Regions from separate parts of the Xenopus tropicalis genome. Here region 2 is linked to region 1. A link is a contact called in public Hi-C data. All regions are on one chromosome and are shown on one strand. Each heading gives the region's core, a stretch centred on a gene start, on an enhancer-like site or on the middle of the called end of the contact. The rest is flanking DNA. Distances are from core to core; before and after follow the strand shown.

Region 1 (5,599 bases), core at 945-3,444:
ATGACTGTTTAGATTTAGTGCAGTGCTCCAAACAATTGTTCTAAAAGATGGTAGAAATATATGTACAGTATTTCTATTATTGTTTGAACAATCATCTAAATTTCCAGTCACAACTACCTCTGGAATGTCAGGCTGCTGACTGTTTATATCAGGAAAAGCAATCAGCTTCTGACTCCTGCCACTGTGCTTTGCTGATCCCTAGGACATTGGGTGCTTTTACTTTTATACATGATTAAAATCTTGTCTTGGCAAAGACAAATACCTGGCCACAACTAATCCTCTGGCTTAAGGTGGCCATACAGAGGCCGATTCTAGCTGACGATATCAGTCCCTTAGACCGATTCGGCATTTTATCAGCCCATGTATGGGCACTAATGACAGGCCTGCCCAACCGACGTCAGATCGGGGACTGCATCGGCTCGTTGATGTGGTCCCCGAACCCAGAGACGCCTATACACGTCAAGCGAGTGGATCTTAGCATGTATGGCCACCTTTAGTAATAACCGGTTATTATACAATAAAATTCTATGGAATAAATATACAGGATAATGGCAACAGGTTTGTTAATACTGTAATATTAAAGCTAAACATCTTTCTTTCTGCATCATTTCACATTTTGAGGGAGGATGAATATTATAACTGAATATGAACTTTATATAAAATGTCTGAAAGCATTTTACCTCCTAAAACTGCCATTATATGAGAGCTGCAGAGACAACCACTCAAGTCTGAAGCTAGAGTGAAATGAGACATGGGAGTGTCCTTCAGTCTCCCACAGCAACTGGTCACAGCACTGACTGACAGGCTTTACTCAGCAGCAGCAGGGAAAACCCCTCCCTCCTTCTGTGTCTCTCTGCTTGTGCTGCTGCCAGCGGAGGTAAGGGGAGGGGGAGGAGAGGAGCGAGTAGAGCAGGAATGGTCTGTGAGCTCGCTAAGCCCAGCCCACTCTATGAATATTCACTTCACTTTAAGTAGGTGAAGGTGTCATAGAAGTCTTTGAGGGCCGGCAGCTCTGAGCCCATATACTGAAGAGTCTAAACCGGAAGCTGGCGTAAGGTCTGGGTAGAGCACAGTTTTCAAGCAGTAATGGACATATTTGAACCCAAAGGTATTAAAATAAAAGCACTTCCTTCTATTTTACAGTTTTTTACATGGTTTAGTGCATTGTAAAAATTTATGCTATATATCCCCTTTAAATAATTAGTATAATACCTAATGATAAAGTTTAAATAACAGGTATTTAAAAATAACAACAATAATAATAAAAGATAACTCCTGTTTTCCTTACCTGGCATTGCAAATTAATTGAGGTAATAATTATGACCATACTATAATCATCATCTGGGCCTTGGTACATTACTAGCAACATAGCCCTCTTCATGTACATTATTAAATCTCTCATGGAAACAGAAGCAACTCAACCCACACCCAACCCATGCATGCAAAACCTTAACCTTTAACCCTTCTGCATGTGCCACTGGTTCCAATTTTCGGGAGGAGAGGAGAAGCGTACATCCCAAGTCTGTTTTAGATTTAATAATCACTGTGGGTGTCAGCAATGGTTAACAATCAGCATTTATTGATGAGCGAATCTGTCCTGTTTTGCTCCTCAGAAAATTTTGAGAAACGACAAAAAATATGCGAAATGGCAGAAAAAAATTGCGAGACATGTTTGTTGTGCGACTTTTTTATCGCGTACAATTTTTTTTCACGAGGCCACACCTATTTTGGCGCGCCCGCAAATTTTTTAGACGTGCAACAAATTTTTTTGCAACTAATTTTAGCAGAAGTTTCACAAAACAATTCACCAATGGCGAAATGCGGAAATTTGCTGCAAATCCATACCTGGTGAAAAAGTTCGCTCATCACTAATCATGATAAAATGGCCCCTTAAAGTTTATATAAGGTCTAATATCCTGTAGCCAGCAGCTAATGTTTACTGCTTAACTGTTTTAAAGCAATGATCTTATCGATTACTATGTATTACTAGACCTTGTACATGTTACCCAAAAAATATTTTCAGATGCTTGTATGCATAATACTGGAACCTCAAGAAGCAAATGAAATAAAGCACTTCTAATATTATAGTATCAATGTGTTTCACATTTCTTTTAGCCCCATGAGCCAAATGCTTGCAGAAATTTAGGGCATATTCACTCCTCCACAGCTAGAGGGCAAGCACATCATTGTTATTCAATATGCCTTATGAAAAACTACTCTCAAACTGTCTGACTGTCTGTAGGGTTAGTAACACTCTCCCATACTTCCCTTGTTGAGATGGCTGATTCTCACTTGTCATAATTTTATGCAAAAAAATGCCTGTTTTTTTGAGACATAATATGCTAATCCTGTTTTTTTTACTCTTTCCTATTCACTGTACACAAGAATACATTCTTAAAATACATTTGCACATTATACTAAGGTATTAGCTATGTGGTATTTAGCATGCTACAGAGCTGCTATACTTACCACAGAACTGCAATAGCTTTGCACAAAATTTCAACTGGCTGTACTTCCCTTTTGTAAGAGGAAGAATTACAAATGTGGTTTTAGTTGAGTTATGTGCTAAGAGCAATTCATGCAGAAACAATTACTGTATGTAAAGAAAAAAAATAAAACTGACTTTAAAATCCTGGTTTGTAAATGTCTGTGCAAGGGTGCTTGAAGTTAGATGATTATTTTCTATATTGTTCGTGTTTGGTTACATCACCTTACTACTACTGCAGTGACATTGTAAAAGGATCAGTAAAAACAATAATTTTGTTCTAGTTGCTGTTCAAGGGTGCCTAATGCCACCATCTTTGCTGAGACGGTCATCTAAGGGCCATTAGAAACAAAGTTTGCAAAGGTTATACCAATTCCTATGGTATATAGTTGTTATGCTGCTTCCTAAGGCCAGCAAGCTTAGCTAGTTGTGTGCTTCACTCATTTGGCCATCATTCTCCTGTATGGCTGTGGTGCAGAGCAGGCATGAAAAGTTGATGCAGAGTGAAGTAATACTGCACCTAAAATACCCCTTATACTGGTGGAGTATGCAAGTACATTATCTAGGACATGAAAGAAGAGTACTATAAATTTACAACCCCAAATCTAAGTGGGAGGGATATTTGGGGTACCTAATTTTTATTGCATAATTCAAATATTTCTTGAATTACCAGCTTAATTGTCCTTGAAACCGTAACATTTATACATTTATTTTGCTCTGCATTTGCCAGTGTTATTATTATTACATTGTACCAATACCTGGCATTATTTTAGCCACTCATATGGTAGACCCTTGCATTTTGTGGCAAAAAGCTCTAGTTTTTTTCTGTAGAAATGGCAAAATTACACTTTTTTGGCTTCCTGAGGATGTTTGAAATGGTGTGGTGTGGTTTTCATGATCCTTGCTAACAAACCACTCCTAACAAAGATAATACGGATATGCTACAAAATTCCAAGAAGTATAAATTATAAGACTTTTGCATGTGACTATATGAAAAGGAACACCATCACCAAAATTACAAATTTACATAGAATTTGTCAAAATATCCTTCAATCAAAGAACTAAGGCTTTCAAAATGCCCACACTGTACCATGCAAATAAAACTGCCTAAATCTCCCTAAATACCCAGTGTGAACTGTCAGTTATAGTAAAGTTTTAACGCTGTGCTTGAAATTGGCAACATAGCATAGATTTTGGAAAAGCATGATAAATTTGCAATCTTTAGCAATCTTTAGCAATCTGGAAAACAAGCAGCAAGCTGGCAGGCATGTGGGAGAAGATGGACACAACAAGTAAACAAGTTTGGAGGTCAACAGGCAAAGCTTTATGGCCTTCAGGCTGCAATCTTTGATAAGGATCAAATCATATAACCCCTTCAGAGAACTAAGCCTTTCAGCAATAGATTGTATCACTGGAGTCAGTTATTAGGCAAGACACGTTGCTGCAGCTGCAATACTCCCAGCACTGGCATAAAACAGCTGAGACCAAAGGTTCTAACAATTGACTTGGCCTATATCTGTTTTGTCTGGCTTTAAGAGACAGCTGAGATTTAACAGAGAAAGTTCCTTTTTCTACATACAGTATAAAGTATTTATCAGTCACGGACTGGTGAGTAGTCAGGTCAAAGTACCTGCATTACAGCAGTTTCCAACAGGATGTTTATTTCATGTTGAAAAAACATGTATTGTTGGTCACATGAGCAGATAAAGCAGACAGTAAAATGCAAAACACAGTCCTTTGTAAATGCGCAAAACGATGATTACAATATCCAGCATAAAATTCTGAGATAGTTTCACTTCTGAATGTGGCCTCTGCCCTACAAAATCTCAAAAGACAGCCTGGTTGTAACACTAATGTAATACTCGGGCTTTTACTGTTGTGTTAGTGAAACTGTATTGAAGGGGAAGTATCATAATATTTACTTCCTTTTAGTAAAATGTACCATGCTTCATGCCATTTCAGTCTGTATATAAACCTGCATGTCGTTGCTATTCTTTTTTTGGATTTGGATGTGGAAACTGTTTTTTTTTCCTGTAAAAATGTTTGCAAATTTGCACAAATGTGCTCATTCAACCCTTATAGAGTAAGAAAAGTGTGCACTCTGCACTTCCAGGAGGACCCCCAAAATATGTACAATTTGGGGAGACTTCAGAGATTCCCCTCTTTGTATCTCCTTAGCTCCCAGTTCAAAGTACACATTGTTAGGAGACTTTGCACCTACATATTAAATTTACTCTTCTGCATAATGCACAGACTAAGATGTTTTTATCACAATTTCCTTAGTTAGATCACCGTGTACTATCACTGCCCTTAATTTTAAACATTAGAATACCAGAGAATATGTAAAAAAAATGTGGATATAATTATTGTTTGAAGGTCAGACATGGATCTCTACACTCTGATAGGGTGAAAATGTTTCTCATATAAAAATACATATCTTATTTGCAGGTGAGGTACAAATAGCTATAACCTTTAAATTTCAAACTTTTTTCTGGCATTACTGGCCTTTTACAATTATCTTATTTACGATTTATTCCCATACCATTGTGGAGACCTCAGGGTGACCAAAGCCAACAGATAATAAAATCTGATATACAAAGAAGTGTGACAGACTAGTTTCCCAACAGTTATATCATCATCAGTTGATCCATGGGTGAAGGTTACCATCATTGTTTTGTGTATAATTCAGGAGTGCTATTTCTCACATGCAGTACAAACCATGGCTACAACACGCAGTTTGATGGTTATTGAGCCATATGTGTTCTAAAAAACACAGATATTATTGTTCTTGTGTCAGTATACCAGGGATACAAAAGAGAAGGAGATAAAAGCTAGATGAAAGATTTTAGTTGAACTGGGTGAGGAACTTGAATGTTATTGTAAAAAAGGGCATTTTAATGGAAAAAAAAATAAGTGTTGGTTGTGCCGGTAAGAAAAAATCAAATACAAAAATCAAGTGAAATACAAATCAAGTCACTCTTTTTGTGGCCATGGATCTTTCCATTTTAACTAAGAGTACAGCATTATTGATTACAAATCAGCCACAGAAACAGTAAAGAACACTTTACCTTTGTGTTTGTGTTTGATATATCAGAAATACAGTTAAAGAGTTAG
Region 2 (6,145 bases), core at 38-2,537, 47 kb after region 1:
AATTAAGTCTACTTGTTAAGAGATCAGGCACGACAGACTTCTAAAAGGCTGGGAGCTGTTAGCATATAGTGGATAAAAATGCTGGTTCAATATTACTTACTTTCTTTTGATGGGAGTGGGTTCTTTTCTTGTGTTTCTGTCTTCTTCAGCTTGGTCTTATCAAATTTCTCAATCTCAGCCATATCTGGTTTGTCAGACATTTTGTGGTATGATCTGAACAAAAGAAAGAAGAAAAAAAAAAATGAAATAGCGCCACCACCCTTGCTATGAAGGGAAAGAAAAAGTGTCACTTACTATTCAGTCAGTGACTGCCACACCCTCTTGGACCTACTAGGTCTGATTAGGGTTGATTTGGATAAAGTGTGGGCAAACTGATTATTCAGTTTGATTTTGATATTTAAAAAGAACAAAAACACATGGCTCAGATAACGCCATACAAAAGCATGTAAAATAGGGTTTAGAAAGATCAGATCAATAGGTTGGCAGGCACACCATGCTAATCAGGGGGTGAATGGCCAGGAGAGCTGGGGGCGCCTTTCTCTTTGGCTGGCAGATGAAGTCATTGCATTCTTCTCTTCTTACAAAGAGCTGCAGTAACAGCCCAAGGAACCTTAACCACCGCCCTATTCTGCCTCAACCCACACTTCCCCTTTCTCCCCCCATCCAACTCCATAGAGCATGCACTAGAGAAAAGTCGCCATCAGCAAGACAATGGAATATTCATATGAACAATATTAGCTGAGCTTTCCCATTAATTTAGAACATAGAACAGAATAAAGACATAATTCTGATTGATCACTACCAGGACAGTTAAAACAGATGTTCCATGATCTTAACCTCTAATTCTCTGCCTCTTTATGGTTATGGATACAAAATGTATAATGCACTGGTTGCTGCAGAACTACAAATCTCAACCACAAGATATAATGGGAAGCTGGGATTTGTAGTTCTGCAACTATTAAGGCTTAAATATAACCTTTTTTTTTTTACATACGCAGCAATCAATACAGATTGAATGATTTCCAAAGTGCAGATCACACCCCTCAAACAACGGGCAATTGCACATGCAAATACAGAGGCTTATCCTCCTACCACAAGGACAATAGGAGCAAATCCCTCTGCAAGGCAATTAAACCTCAGAGGGATTGCACAGAACGGCAAGGCTACTGACTAAATAATGTTTTCAGAGCAGGGCACAATCCATAGGTACATTAAAAAGAGCAAGAATCAGGAGAATGAAATGCCCACTTACCAGAGAGGCAGCCCTCACAAGCGTCACAGTTCCTAACAGAGGCAGTCAAGAGTGTGAGGGGGAGAAGGAGTGCTGCAGCCCTTATATCAGCTCCAGTATGCAGATAGCACTGACGTCACTTAACTCCTTCCCTCCCCCTGCCTCCCAGTTCCTTCGTCTTGTAGTAATTAGAATATCTGTGGGTAAAAACTATTACTATTCACATACGGTTTTATGTTATAGATATATATGTATTCATTTTGCACTCATGCATTAAATAATCGGTTTTAAGGGTTTGCATTAACTAGCAGCATGAAACCTTTTCACTGAGATAAAATGTGACGACACAGAGAGCACAACACACAAACCTAATGATCTGATGTCATTAGTGTCTGCTTTAATTTATTACCTATTAATATTATTAATCGCCAGTCTTCTTGTTTTTTAAAGGGTGAAAGGTGGGGACTACAGGGAGTGGTGCTGTACAAAGGCCCAGCAAGCTTGCATATTTTCATGCAACGTCTCTGCTCAGCTGTCATGAGCTATAAGCTTTGTGTAGGTTTAATGACGTGATACAGACACACATGCTCGCATTTAATTTTATATTAAATGTAGGCATACAGTTTTTTACAACACAAGGGCATGATACATTGCGGAGCTTGTTATGGTTTGTACAGAAATGCACTTCCCTCTTTAAATTTTGCCTGCACATATTTGTTTTATGTGCCCTACACACATATATACAAATACACATTCACCAGAAATCCTTTTCTGCTTTTAAAATCATTTTATCACACACAAACATATACACCAGGGTAGATGACTATTATCCTGAAGGTTGTGGGCAGTCACTAAATGCTTGCATACCAAACAGTTCTGTGAATTCACCAGCAACTAAGGGGTTAATGAGCAACATGTTTGACGTTCATGTACTGCACTAGAGAGGGGTTAAGGCAGAATGTGGTGAAGGAGCAGTTTACTGAGGCAGGAAATGTGATTTCCTGAAATAAGAGGCTGAGTGCAGTGACTACAAAAGAAGACCCGGCCAAAAGGGCTGTGTGGGTAAGCTGGCGGATGAAACAATAGGCTGCTGGGAATGCACTGAAACAGTGATACTAGTCCTGGGGGTTGTTTGCTGAAAACAATGGGCTGCTAGAGAGGTGGGAAAATCTGGGATGAGGGTGTGTTTTTTTTTGCAGATATTTGCATTCTGCCAGAGCTTAGGATTCACCCGAAGAAAGGCGCAAGAGCATCAAAAGCAGCAGCAGCAGGAAGAGCCCCAGCATGAACAGAAGCGCAAGAACAATTTTTTTCCTAAGAGCAAGAAAGAAAGTGGCTGAGACTGAAAATTGTGATGCGCCATCGCTTTAAAGAAGCTCTTGAATCCCAGACTACTTCCATAAAGCTTAAGGGTACATTTTCCACAAAACATAGTGCACTTCCCCTATCCTCCAACAACTCATCATCATCCTGACACTTCCTGAGCCTCCCCTATACCATCCACCCTGTTAGTGAACCTTCCTCCTACCCCTTTTGCCCATCCTGCACCTTAACCCCCCCCCCGTATCCAATCATTCCAGTCGGCCACCGTTATTTTCATCTGAGCCATATTTTTTTGCAGTTTGGCACACATGCATGTCAACAATACGTACACTCCTGCCCAGTACCAAAATGACACCAAACCTTCTCCTCCCCCTACCCTACATCACAATAGTCTGCCCTATTCTGTTCAGTGCAGCCCACCTCCCACCTCAGCACTACTTCCGCCTGCATCTGGCACACTCCCACTTCTCTCTTTGTCACAGGTGCCCATCTCCACATCACTTTTAATAAAGTCAATAAGGGGCCCACAAATGTTAGCACATGTTTATTTAGCACGACTGAATCTTGCCTTATGCATAATATAAGCCTATCACTGCCAATCCTGCTTCCACTGCTCTTTAGGAAACCCCAACCATTACTATTAACCCAGTCACCGCCAGCACTTCTTTTAAAGCGAGTTAACCCCCAAGGTGGGTGTAATTTCAACATGAATAGTCAGGCTCTATGTTTATTGGCCACCCCTCTGGGCTGCTTGGGGACCTTTGGGATCACAATGGCCACAGCAGGGATCTCACTGGGGATGAGTCCGTTATCAAGAGAGTCAAGGAAGTTGGGTGTTTGGGTTCTTGGGGGTACCCTTTTCTCCTTCCCTAACTCTGATTGCAGGTACAACCTCTATAATACAGTGCCAACAACCAATCAGATCAATAGACTGCAGCATCAAGAGAACATCAGAAACAGCTCCAAGCAATGCCTGGATCATCCAGAGAAGTAAAGCCACCAGACGACCAGGGCAAGCAGCAAAAATCTTAAGTGATTGCTAAGAAAGATCCTAATCAATTGGAACAGCATAGTCAAATGAAGGTTAACTGAAATAGTTCTGTCTGTTGAAGTGGTTTCAGATTGTGAGTTTGCTACTGCTGAGAGAGAGGAATTTAGGCAATGGTAACAACATACAAAAAGTCAAGACTCCTCGCATAGAGAGGCTAGATCTCTCTCATTGTGGTAGAGGAGGCTAACCAGGTTATGGTTGCTACATCAGGGTATTCTCATGCCTGTGTAATTACCTCACTTTATGGTCAATTGGGCCATAAAACCAAGAAAGCAATGGGAGACTTAAAATGTAGAGTAAAACTGATCCCACTAGAGATCTCAGAGTGGCTAGTGTAATGAAGGGATAAGCCAGGCAGCTGGGTGCATCCAGGGGTGTTAGGGAACCATAATTAGAGAGAGGGTGGCAGAATTAGTTATAGCCTTACAACAGGTTTGTAGTTTTCAAAGCTGCTTTTCAAAACTGACCAGCTGAGTAAAGGGTATTGGATTAGTTTAAAAGCTACAGGAGACTTAACATGTTCCTTACAAGCAATACAAGAATACTTACCAACAAGGTAAAAGGCACAGAGCCCTTAATTAGTGCATCAGGATGAATCACCACTATTTTATAGTTTAGGTCAATTTTAATAAAGGCAGTTTTACAGACCGGGCTTTCCAACATTAATTTTAGATAGAGGCAGCCACAAAAGCAGACAATTATGGAGTATCTGATTTATTTTTTACAGCAAGGCAAGAAAATGGCATTTATACAGGAACAGTGGGTCATTCCTATATTCACTGGGCAAGAGTTAGAGTGGCAGGGAACACTTGGTGAGCAGTTGAGAATACATCAAGAACAGATGACACTATGCTGGCTGGTAAGCGAGGGCTCCAATGGGCCAAGCTCAACATCATGCAAGGAGTAACGACCTTGTTGCGACCAAACCAGTTCAATTAAATAATGATATTCAATCCACAGTAAACAGCATAGAAAATAAATGGCCTGAAGTTACACTGAGATAATCCAGCGCATGGAGTGGCACGGCACCATATAGGTAGCCATATAGAACACAAGAAAAAAAGTGAACTGGACAAAGAGCAGTCTCATCTGTTTTGTTGGGGGCTTTTAATAAAATATGACAGCATAAGAGTCAAAGTCCCTGGGTTGTATAGACAAGATGGTGTTCACCTTTCATGCTGGGCTTAAGATTTCTTTATTCTTATCATCAGGGGTCACTTAAAGAAGATGGTAAATTAAAAATTAAATTGTTAAAAGTTGCAGTTGTTATTATTTGTTAGGGTGGCTGGCAAGCCCTGGAACTGTGTGGGCGCAGCCACCATTGTAACAGAGGGGCAACCACTGGTGGGCTCATTGGCACTGGTTTTGTTTTTGGATCAGGATGTAATCCCTACAGGAGAAGCCCTGATTGGGGGCCCAGACTTTTTATCTGGTTAAATTTTAGTAATGTGTTTTTAATAAACATAACCTCCCCTTTTTTCCAAACTAATTATGTTGTCTGAATGGTTATTTTGATGGAAACACTTGGTGGTGGGGTTTTCTTGTTTTGAGCGACAGGAGTTTGATTAAACACTACAGACCTTATTTCCTTAACTGTATGCAAGGCCCAGAGCTGCACAATGCTCAAGCAACTAAAATATTCCCTCTTTCTTTGGCTGCAAACGAGTGTCATATCAAGGAGGAGAGTGGGATTAAAAACACCATTGCATATTGCAATGTGCCAGCTATCAGGTCAGATTAACTGAATGTAGATAAAACATGAGCCCGGCATCTTTTTGTTTGCTCTTTCCAAAAGGTATAATAATGACTGCCAGGAAGCAATGCTATAAATATTCGTCTCCTTCAACAGATGGATACGGATAAAGGAACAACGAGCATCAGTTTAGGCGTGGCCTGCATGAAAGATGATACCAGCAGCATGAGAAAGGCCCACAGCATCAGGGAGAAGGGAAAAGATGCGATTTGTTTCAGTTGCTTTCTCTATGGGGTAATGCAATTCAGGGTTAATCTGAATCTGTCTTGATCCTCCCACAATTTTTTGATATCCACTAACATGGGCATCAGTTACAGAATGGATATGGTTCTGGTCGCCTTTCATTGTTAGTTGTACATATACTGCGAACGGCAGCCTGCAGCTCCCCCCTTAAGCAGATGGTGCTGTCTGAGGAACTACTATTAATGTGGCTTTATGTCATATGAGTTTACTTCCTTTATTGGTAAATATAGTGGACACCTTTGTGGCTTTGTGCACATTTTAGTGACTATTTGTCAATGCTTAACTTTATGTTTGCAGATGCCATCTTAAAGAGGAACTGTCACCCCATTATTATTATCAGCCTTTATATAGCACCAACATATTCAGCAGCACTTTTACAGAGATTATACATAATTCACAGAGGAATTTTTATGACGAGCTACATGGGGACGGCGGTAGTGGACGGAGTACTGCGTGCAAGGGAGCGTCAGGGTAAGAGGTCCCGGATTAGGGGTGGCAATAGTGGTACCTACCACTAGTGGTGCCTCTTCTGCCTACCCCTAGT

The links. A called contact is a pair of places that touch in the nucleus more often than the background predicts.
Region 2: a contact with region 1 is called in a Hi-C map of liver, with 4 times the contacts expected there. The contact joins the promoter of tmsb4x here to the enhancer-like site in region 1. A contact is called at or near these places in 4 of 5 Hi-C or Micro-C datasets (gastrula embryo, liver, neurula embryo and 1 more).

Annotation. Positions count from the first base shown.
Region 1 is chr2:105,961,592-105,967,190 of UCB_Xtro_10.0, forward strand. No RefSeq gene overlaps it. Among named protein-coding and RNA genes, the nearest start is that of tmsb4x, 47 kb to the right of the region's middle. Within about 2 kb of position 2,195, at least 2 of the 11 cell types and tissues checked have an H3K27ac peak or open chromatin away from gene starts, as enhancers often do. A contact at or near this core is called in liver, where this site is marked.
Region 2 is chr2:106,009,744-106,015,888 of UCB_Xtro_10.0, forward strand. tmsb4x (thymosin beta 4 X-linked) reads right to left here and starts at 1,288. Exons shown (of 3, transcript NM_001044418.1): 1 at 1,253-1,288; 2 at 101-213. The coding sequence starts at 200.